Regions from separate parts of the Zea mays genome. Here region 1 is linked to region 2. A link is a contact called in public Hi-C data. All regions are on one chromosome and are shown on one strand. The core of a region is the stretch at or near the end of the contact, and the rest is flanking DNA. Distances in the headings are between cores, read along the strand shown. Region 1 holds the start of LOC100191261. Region 2 holds the start of LOC100192709.

The links. A called contact is a pair of places that touch in the nucleus more often than the background predicts.
Region 1: a Hi-C map of ear shows a contact between it and region 2, with 1.7 times the contacts expected there. The contact joins the promoter of LOC100191261 here to the promoter of LOC100192709 in region 2. A contact is called at or near these places in 2 of 25 Hi-C or Micro-C datasets (ear and tassel).

Annotation. Positions count from the first base shown.
Region 1 is chr3:101,645,218-101,649,781 of Zm-B73-REFERENCE-NAM-5.0, reverse strand. It overlaps LOC100191261, which reads left to right and starts at 2,319. Exons shown (of 2, transcript NM_001136695.1): 1 at 2,319-3,403; 2 at 3,488-3,751. The coding sequence starts at 3,065. The coding sequence ends at 3,538.
Region 2 is chr3:101,429,558-101,434,091 of Zm-B73-REFERENCE-NAM-5.0, reverse strand. LOC100192709 reads right to left here and starts at 1,656. Exons shown (of 13, transcript NM_001137911.2): 1 at 1,393-1,656; 2 at 1-97. The coding sequence starts at 27.

The sequences.
Region 1 (4,564 bases), core at 1,070-3,569, 220 kb before region 2:
TTGGTACCTGACAGAGGTACATCTTATCCGATGTTGAACCCATCACGGCCATGATGGATCCACCATCAAGTTTTATTTTTTGAAAACATCCCATTCCCTCTGAAGCATCATCTTTTGTTAAAACCAAAACATTTTTGTTTTATAAAGCAAGACTAAGCATCAGAAAACCTTTTAGCAAAACAGGCAATCAAGGAAGAGTAAACAGTTCCAAGGAAGGAAATGCAGCAATTGGTTTAGCACTCAACTCCTATCACCTAATGCATCATTCAAGTGATAAATAGTTTAAAATCACAAGGAAAAGGTAAATGCACCGGGGCTTGCCTTGTGTTGTAGGGGAGTCGAGATCTATTCCACAGATATCAAAATAAAAACAATTCCTGATAGGTGGAGTCTCAGTTGGTGGTGCAGTCTCTTATTCTTCGACACTTACTTCTTCTTCGTTTTCTATACATAACCATACATATACATGAATGCTTATGTGATGCTATGAATATGCAATTATAATAGAGATACATCAAGTTGTATCTTGAATACAACTTTCCTTCATGTTACACCAGGGAAACTAGGGTTTTCCGAGTCAGTACTCCACTAGAATAAGGCAAATATTACCTATAAAGCTAAGGTTTTGGGTTTGGGGATCAAACAATGTCCAAAACATGTCAAACTTCACCCATGGGCTCTAATTATCAAATTAAGCTTACCCAAAAAGTTTTATGATTTTTGGAGCTATTCAGTAGTTTCTAAAATTCCAAAAGTCTAGGTTTAAGCACCTTTAATTGGTAAATAATTCCTAGTTGGGACTTAAAATCTTGGAACTATTTTTATTAAATACTAGAGGAAATTAGGAATCTAGTAAAATTGTTCCCATTATTTTATCATTTTTTATAATTTCCTATAAATTTCGTAAGCCTGGTAGAAAAACAAAAATAGAAGGAACGAATAGTAACGGGCTCAAACCAGCCCGAGTCGGCCCCCGAACGGGGAAACGCGCTCGCGTGCGCCCGCGATGTTGTCTTTGCACAGAGGACCCTTGCTGTTTGAATAACTGGTTAAGAACCCTTTTCACTATTTACTTGTGTCTCTAACATTCACAGTTAGGCCCTCGGAGTTCTATTTCTTCGCAACGACAAGTCCCCGATGGTGATCGTCGGTAAGCACGCCTTCCGTGGAACCTGTACCGGCCGAGGCTGTGACACCCCAGGTGTTTATTTTGCGTTATGTCAGGAGATTTATCCTAATCTCGAATGCTAAGTGAAAAATTCTATTTCTCAATCGCGTTTATCTCCATTTATCAAGTTACTTGAGAAGGTTTCACCGATTTCTGATTTTATTCAATCGCGAGAAACAGCCAGATTTGGAGCCTGTTAAAAACTTTTTATTCTTGGCACGAATGCAAACTCGATAATCAATCTCGAACTATAAATCTCGTCTAAAGCTCATTTAATCAGACGCTCGACAGTTGCTAGTTGAGCTGTGTCCGAATCCAATTTCTCGATGTTCGATCTATGTTCAAAAATTAATCCGAGTCTGTATTCTCAAGCGGGATCTCTGTTGTGTCGATCTCTAATTAATTCTAATCCGAACCAACTTGATATCACCATATCTGATCTAAATCAAAAAGGAAAATACGAGAACAAAAATGAAGTGAGTAATAACCGTTCATATTTGATCTAATTACTTATTTGCTAAATTGGTTCCTTTCTTAGTAAGCAAAATACAACACCGTATTTAGGAGACTCGAATTTTATAACCCGGACCGCTGGCGTAGACCTATAACGCAGCACGATCTTAAAAATTTGGAACAAACAAAAGCGACAAGAATTTTAATATAGAACTACTCGCATAATTTAATTGTTGTTCGAACTACAAAGGTCTGATTCAAAAAAAATGGTCAAGTTTAAGTCAAAACATTTTTCAAATAGAATGCGAGTATATTTTTTTCAGGCAATATCGATTAGAATTTCTGCCGAAATTTCGTATTTCTCGTTTGTTACGAATGCGGGGTGTTTAGTATAAAACTCAACGATAATTAATTATGAACGTGGATTTTAATTTAGTACTATTTTATTCTTACCCTGCAAAATGTTAAAAAAGGGAGACAAACTCACCTCCCTCACGTGCTGCAGTGGCCATGACTGTCGCGTGGTGCTTGGCCTGAAGCGCCGGCCACGGCCAGCCACTCGACGATCGCTGCGCCTGTAGGCCAATGTGCCATGCTGCCCAGGTGAGCCAATCGCCTAGCAGGCCGCGCCCTCTATTAGCTCTCGGGGTCCCCTGTTGTCCTCCTCCCCACGCCATTTCCCTGCCTTTGAGCCTTTCTCTCCCGGCTCACAGACCTGCTGCAACCGATCTTCTTCCTCCCCCATCCGAGCTCCATCTAGGACAACAACTTCTCCCTTACGCCAGCAGCAGGGATCTCCTCCCTCTCCCATCCATGGGCGCGCACCCCCTCCCTGCGAGCTCTCTGCTTGGCTCCCCTGCTCCCATGGTGTCCAACGCCTTCCTCTGTCCTAGACGCAGGGCGCCAGTGCGGCCTCGCCGAACTCCCCATGGCGTCGAGCTTCTCCGTCGCGCCCCTGTGACGTGCCCAGCACGTCCGCCATCCATCCCTGTGCAGGCGCCCCTTTCCCCCAGCGGGATTCCTCCTCTTCTCCCCAAGGCGCCTGGTCTTCTCCCCACCTCCGCCCAGGCAGCAGGAGCTCGACTCCATGCTTGCCCCTAGCCGAACTCTCCTACAGAAGCTCCCCACAACGCCTTCTTCTTCAACCGCAACAAGCAGCAGACGCCCTCCTCCTCTCTGGTCGGCCTCCCATGGCGCTGCTGCCCCCTTGGTGTACTTGCTGCAGTTCCAAGCCAGTCGCCGGTGCTCCCTGCTTCAACCCTGCACGACTCTCACTCCCAGGCTCTCATCCTCGCCACCAGCCTGTGCAAGGGCCTGGCCGTCGGCCTTGCCTAGCAGCGAGAACCTGCCCCCGACACTCGCCAGTGCACGCTAGCCGTGCCGTCATCGATTTCCTTACTGCAGCGGGGTTCCCCCAATGTCGCGCGCCACCTGTTCGACGATATGCACAGTAGCTGCATGTCTCAGTTTATCGCAGCATCGAGCTCCTTCACCGGCGCCTGTCCATGGCAGCAGTCCCGACGTGACGCTGTGGCCCTTAGTGAGGCACCTTGCTGTCCTAGCCGCTGGATCGAGCTTTGTCCCAACCCGCAGCTTGCTATCGTCGAGCATTGGGCTTGCCATCGATGCCGTGTTTGTCGCGCACAGCAAAAACCACAGCGCCACGACTTGTTCCAGCTAAGCGAGAGGAGCCGCGTCGTCGATCCGTGCAGCCCCGACGTCTCCACGTCTCGCTTCGCCGTCAATCTGCATGGCGCCTGCGCGGCGTCGTCGAAACCCGTGGTGAGACCCCACTGTCCCGTGTTTTTCGTGTCCGATTAAATGCCACACAAATAAATCGTGTATTAAACTGTGCTGTGCTCGCAGCCCTTGTCATCACGCCTCGCGCATCGCTCGTCGGCAAAGAGCCCAAGCTGATGGCATGCATGCGCAACTCCAATCGGATTTTGGCCAGGTTGTTCACTTTAGAAAAATTGTGATTATGTTTTATTTACGATTCAGTCGATGGCGTAAATATATGTGTGAAAATATAATTGTGTGAATGAAAGTGTGTAGGGAAGGAAATGAAGTGGAAAAGAACTCGAGAATTTTTATTTTGATAGGAAAATATGCGATGCGTTATTTGATGCGAAAAACTAAGTTACAAAATGTGGATTATGTTTTGGGAAATGCATCGATATGTGTTTATGTGAAAAGTGTAATTGTTTTATGCAATGTGATGGGATTCGTGATTATATCGGGGATATATTTATTGATTTGACGAGTAGTTTAGAAAATGCTAGTTACGTGGAGGATGTATTGTTAAGACATGAGTGTCGGAGTTCACATATTAGTGGTCGCGCCACATTGATTGAAGTGTCTCGAGTGCACGCCACAATATGGTTGTATGCGAGACAGGGTTATGTGCATGATGAGTTTAGTAAAAATCCTTCGGTGTCACTGGTGTTAAGTTGAAGTTTATTTGCGCGAGGAAAGAAATAATGTGTTTAATACTTAGAACTCTTAGTCGATAGTAGAAATTGTTTTGGCTTATATAGAGAGGTGATGACATGCCAAAGTAGTCATCGCTTCCTCTATATCTTGAGTCGGGTCAATACGCGTTATGTGTTCATGAATTGGGAAGTAAGCGCATGATGGTTTCGAGTTAGAGATTAGTGGTTTACGGTTCGTATGATTTGGTCGATGTGTGAATATACATGTGAATAGGTATGTTTATAAAAATGATGTGGTGTATGTTGTGTCTTAGATAGTGATAATAATAGGCAAGCCGACGTGTATGTTATTTAGCGGGCTATGCCATTGCTCTAGTTAGCCGAAGTGTTAGATGGGTTGGTTAAGCTCGTAACCACGATGATTTGCTTGTTATGGCCTAAATGCGCATGGTTACGGTCGCAGGTAAAAATTAGTAGTGTTCATGTGATACCCAAGTTAAAATGAAAATTA
Region 2 (4,534 bases), core at 407-2,906:
CGATGTATCTGCTCCACTGCTTCCCATGGTGACTCACAAAAGCAGTGCAGCAACTAGTCCATTGTCCATAGACAAATGAACAAGCATAAAACAAAACCTGAATTGGACAACAAAAGGAACAAATGTAAGCTAAAATATAGCATGAGATGCCTTGCAAGGAAACCCAATTTAACTGTTCAAGACAAAACATACTATAGTTTCAGAAAACAATATCATAAACCCTTATCATGTTTGGCACTAAAAGATTAAAGGGCAGATACAAGTGATCCTACTTAATTGTTGTGTATGATATCCTTGGTCCCTGTCACTTAGTTAGTGTTTGGTTGAAGAGCCAAGTAGAACGGAGCCGTTCCGTCCCAGTTTTGTTGTTGTTTGGTTACAAAGTAACTAGAACGGAATGACTCCAATTAGGGAATATTCTCCTCAGATCCGGAACCATTCCGCTCCAAAAAAATCAACCGAACGGAGCCGCTCCGTTCCCATCCCGCTCTCACAGTCACGCTCCGTTCCGTTCACTCTGCAACTAAACAAAAAACAGAGCCGCTCCGTTCCAGATTACCAAACACAGAACAGAGCGGCTCCGTTCCTAGAATCAGGGATGGAACGGCTCCGTTCTACTTGGCTCCTCAACCAAACACTACCTTAAAGCGCCTTATAATTTCCATGTCATATCAAAACAGACAACTTTACTAATGCTCAATTTCATCAATTTTTCCAGAGTGTTCCATCACATCACCAAACACTATAGAACTTGGCACCTGTAATTCTGACACTAAAATTTCCCCATACACCAATGAAAACTATATGATAGTCCAACAAACATTACACATGCACAAGATAAAACTGCCATGGAACTGTACCTAAAGCTCCTAGTTTTAAAAACAACAGTCTTGACCCAAAGTTCCAAACCACATACAAATTTGTCGCAGCATCAATACTTGTATGAATATAGGAACTGCAGTAAATGTCGGATCATCTGAATGAGGTCCCTCCAGCTCCCATGAGCTGCAGCTAGCCAAAGTAAACCCTTTTGAAACTATAAGCATGTCAGTTACTACGCACAGGTTAGCCGTAGCAAACCTGAACTCCCACCAACGGACCAACCCAAACGAACCTTAAACTGGAAATCTCAAAGCCAGTCACTCCAAGAGGCTACTGCACCTGCTCCGGAGAAAATTCGAACCACGCTTGGCTCACCAAGACAAAACGAAACGCGCCCGCAGCACTCAGGTAACTAGACACGAATCACACCTAAACCCTAGCATCGTCGTCGATCCAGCAACAACCCAGAGCTGGAACCCGCGCAGGCAATACCCACACACACCATGCGACGCGCGGGGAGCTCAATTCAAAAGCCATGCGGCGGCTAGATCCGGTCGGTGGGTAGGGTACCTGTCGGGGGGCGCGAGCCGGCGCCGGATCCGCTACCGGGAGGCGGCGATCGAGGGAGAGGGGCCTCGGGATCTGGACACGGGAGGGGAGAGTAAAGCTGTGGGGAAAGGGAGGGAAGGAAGGAGTGGCGCGCGAAGTCACCTGGGTGGTATGGTGTCTAGCTTGGAGCGAGCAAGACGGGGCGCGGGGCGACGCAGACGACGAAGCTTTGGAGCTGGAGGGCAGGAGAGATGCGTGCGATGCGACGCGACGCGCAGCTGCGGCTCGCGACTGGAGCAGTGAGGTGGAGTGCTGTGCTCTGCGTGGGAACCTACCCATAGGCCATAGGGGGGCGCTGGCTGGCAGGATGACTAGGCTAGCGTTAGTTTGGTTTCTGTTTCCGCGTCGCTTTCTCATTGGCAGGCCGGGGCTATAATTATCGTGGGATAAATGGATTGTACCAAAATTGCAGATTTGCGGTATACTTGGAGCCCACTCAGCCCAGCCCCTGAAGAGTAGTCATTAGGTATCCATTGCAATGCTCGGCTATGCGCGTGCGAGCTCTGTGTTTGGTTGCCTGCATGTAGATTTGGATCAAGACTCGCACGATCCTTAAAGCACATTGGGTCAGGCTCACCAGATACGAGCAGATTGGTCGCATCTCCAGAGCCAGGCTCCAGTGATCCTGGCTCACACAGCCAGGTTGGCGAGAGAAACCAACCAAACATACCCTATATTGATGATGGGCTTATACCGAGGCAATTATATTTTTTTGAACTTTTATCAAAATTGGTACAATCTTATTTATTACTAGTTATATATATGTGTTGCTACGAAATCAACATATTTTATTTATTTACATTGAGATCAAAACATTTTATTAAGATAAATTGAGATTGTGAATGCGATTGTGAATACGAATATCAACTTACCTACTTATAGAGATGGCAACAGGTACAAACCCGTTGTTGGGAGTCTTATACTTCTGAAGGTCCTTAAAAACATAATTAACCATTTGTTTTCAGCATAAGCTATTATAGAAATCTTCATCTAGAGGATACAAGCCTCTTCCTCGTGACGAAGGCACATAAGATGAAGACAGATCTAAAGAGGATAAGGGTAAACGCCGAAGCTATAGCCAGATGGACAGCTTCGGCTCACAACAGAGATGAAGTATAATGATGATGCTGACCGAAAGAGGAAAAGACCACTTAGTCCTTAATAACTTGTATTATGATCATATGTGAATATTGGGGACATAAATGTATTTTTACCCGGGCTGCGTCTCGTGTCTATAAATAGGTGAACAGTAGCATCGTACTGTTCAGGCTGGATTGTAATCTCTCTCGCGCGTCCTCACCTTTGAGCAAACCGAAGGTATCAATGTAATATTAGTTTCTGTTGATGTTTATACATGTTTTATAGGATGCGAATATGAAGGAATTAATGAGATCTAATTTCTATCTCTGCCCTTTCGCATTCACGTTCACATATTAAATGATGGAGGCATGTCCTTCATGACCTTCGTCTGATGATCATTATAGCCATGCGGAGATAATGTTTCAGAAGACGAATATCCCTAATAATTCATAATCGTGTTGCCTTATTCTTGATTCACAACATTGGAGAGCAAGTGACCAACATTGGCGCCACCTCCGGTGAACTCAAACGACCACCTTCAATACGCATCTACCTTCGTCATGCCGCCAAAGAAGACAACAGCGACAGGGGTTGCCCTGCAGCCACTGGACACAAATCAAGAGGCACTCTCACTGCGAGAAGCTAGGAGCCAGAAGAGAAAGGCTACCGGCCCAACACCTCAGAAGGAGGAGTTGGACCAAGAGATCAGGAATTTGGAGGCTATTCACCAGCAAGTGCAAAGGAAGAGAGAAAAGATGCTTCGGCTAGCTGACCTTCAGAGGAAGATCGACGAAGCTGTTGAAGAAATGTGTCACATTACTCAGGATGACCAAGGCCGAAGGCCCCAACACAGGGAGCTTCGTCCAGAAAGCCCAATCAATGATGATGAATGGTATGATGACTTTCATCATGATAACTTTGCTTTTGATGATGCTTCTCCTCTAGCAGCAGAGTTGTAGGCTACCTCGTGGTCGCTGTGGCAGAACCTCCCAAGTTATTGGACCCACATGCACCTGTCCTTGTCCCGAGGACCTCAAATGGCTATGCATGTGCACCAAACAACTTAACAGGATCTGTCCGAGTGTTCCAAGGACCCCAGATAAACCACTTACCGCCAAGATCGCAGGATTAAGTAAACACAACTCACATACAAACACTTGCAGCAGAAATAAATTCTTTATTACAAAATGATTACAAGTTTATCAAGATTTTATTATACCTCATTGGAGTGATTACAAAAGAAAGTGATTCAAACGAATTATAATTTGAAATTATATAAAGTATTCGTAAATTTGAAAATACATGCTAGCTTAAGTGACAATCCTCAATAAAGAAGCTAAAGATGGGATATACTTATATAAGAAGGCCGAGCCCACCGGCACTTAACATCAATCACAATCAAAGTGACTCGTAACCTGCAGCAATAATGGGAATAAAACCCTGAGTACGCAATTACTCAGCAAGACTTAACCGACTAAAGAAAAGACTCTCAAGGGCATGCTGGGTTAAAAGGATTCAAGGTATAGCTTATCAAGTTCAAAGACTCATTTTTGCAGAAGAGCTTACTAATACTGGGTCCTTAAGCCAAAATTTTATTTAGCAAGTTGAGTTCTTTTTTGATTCTAGATTTGCCTGATCTAGAGCATTCACTTGTCCTATACTAGCTTTCTTTTAAAATCAAAATTTTGTTTCACTTGTTATCTACGATGAAGGGCAGCGATCCAGTCTTCATATCCGAGAAGTAACGGCGATCCGAATCAATTAATACCCAGCTGGGGATCTCCAACCACACGACATATATAGCACTTAACCCTTGCATATGTCTACCATTCCCACGGATCTTCCACTATGTGAACCGGTCCGCGCCACCCGACAGCACAGTACTCCCCATCCAGCCTCTTGCCAGGGGGTACACGCTACTCTCGCCATCTCTCCACTCCCAGTGCGTGATTGTCTTTTCACATAGGGAATAGCTGGGTTCAGGCTTGCCCATGACGAGGTATGTGGCCAGTTAAAAGGTCCT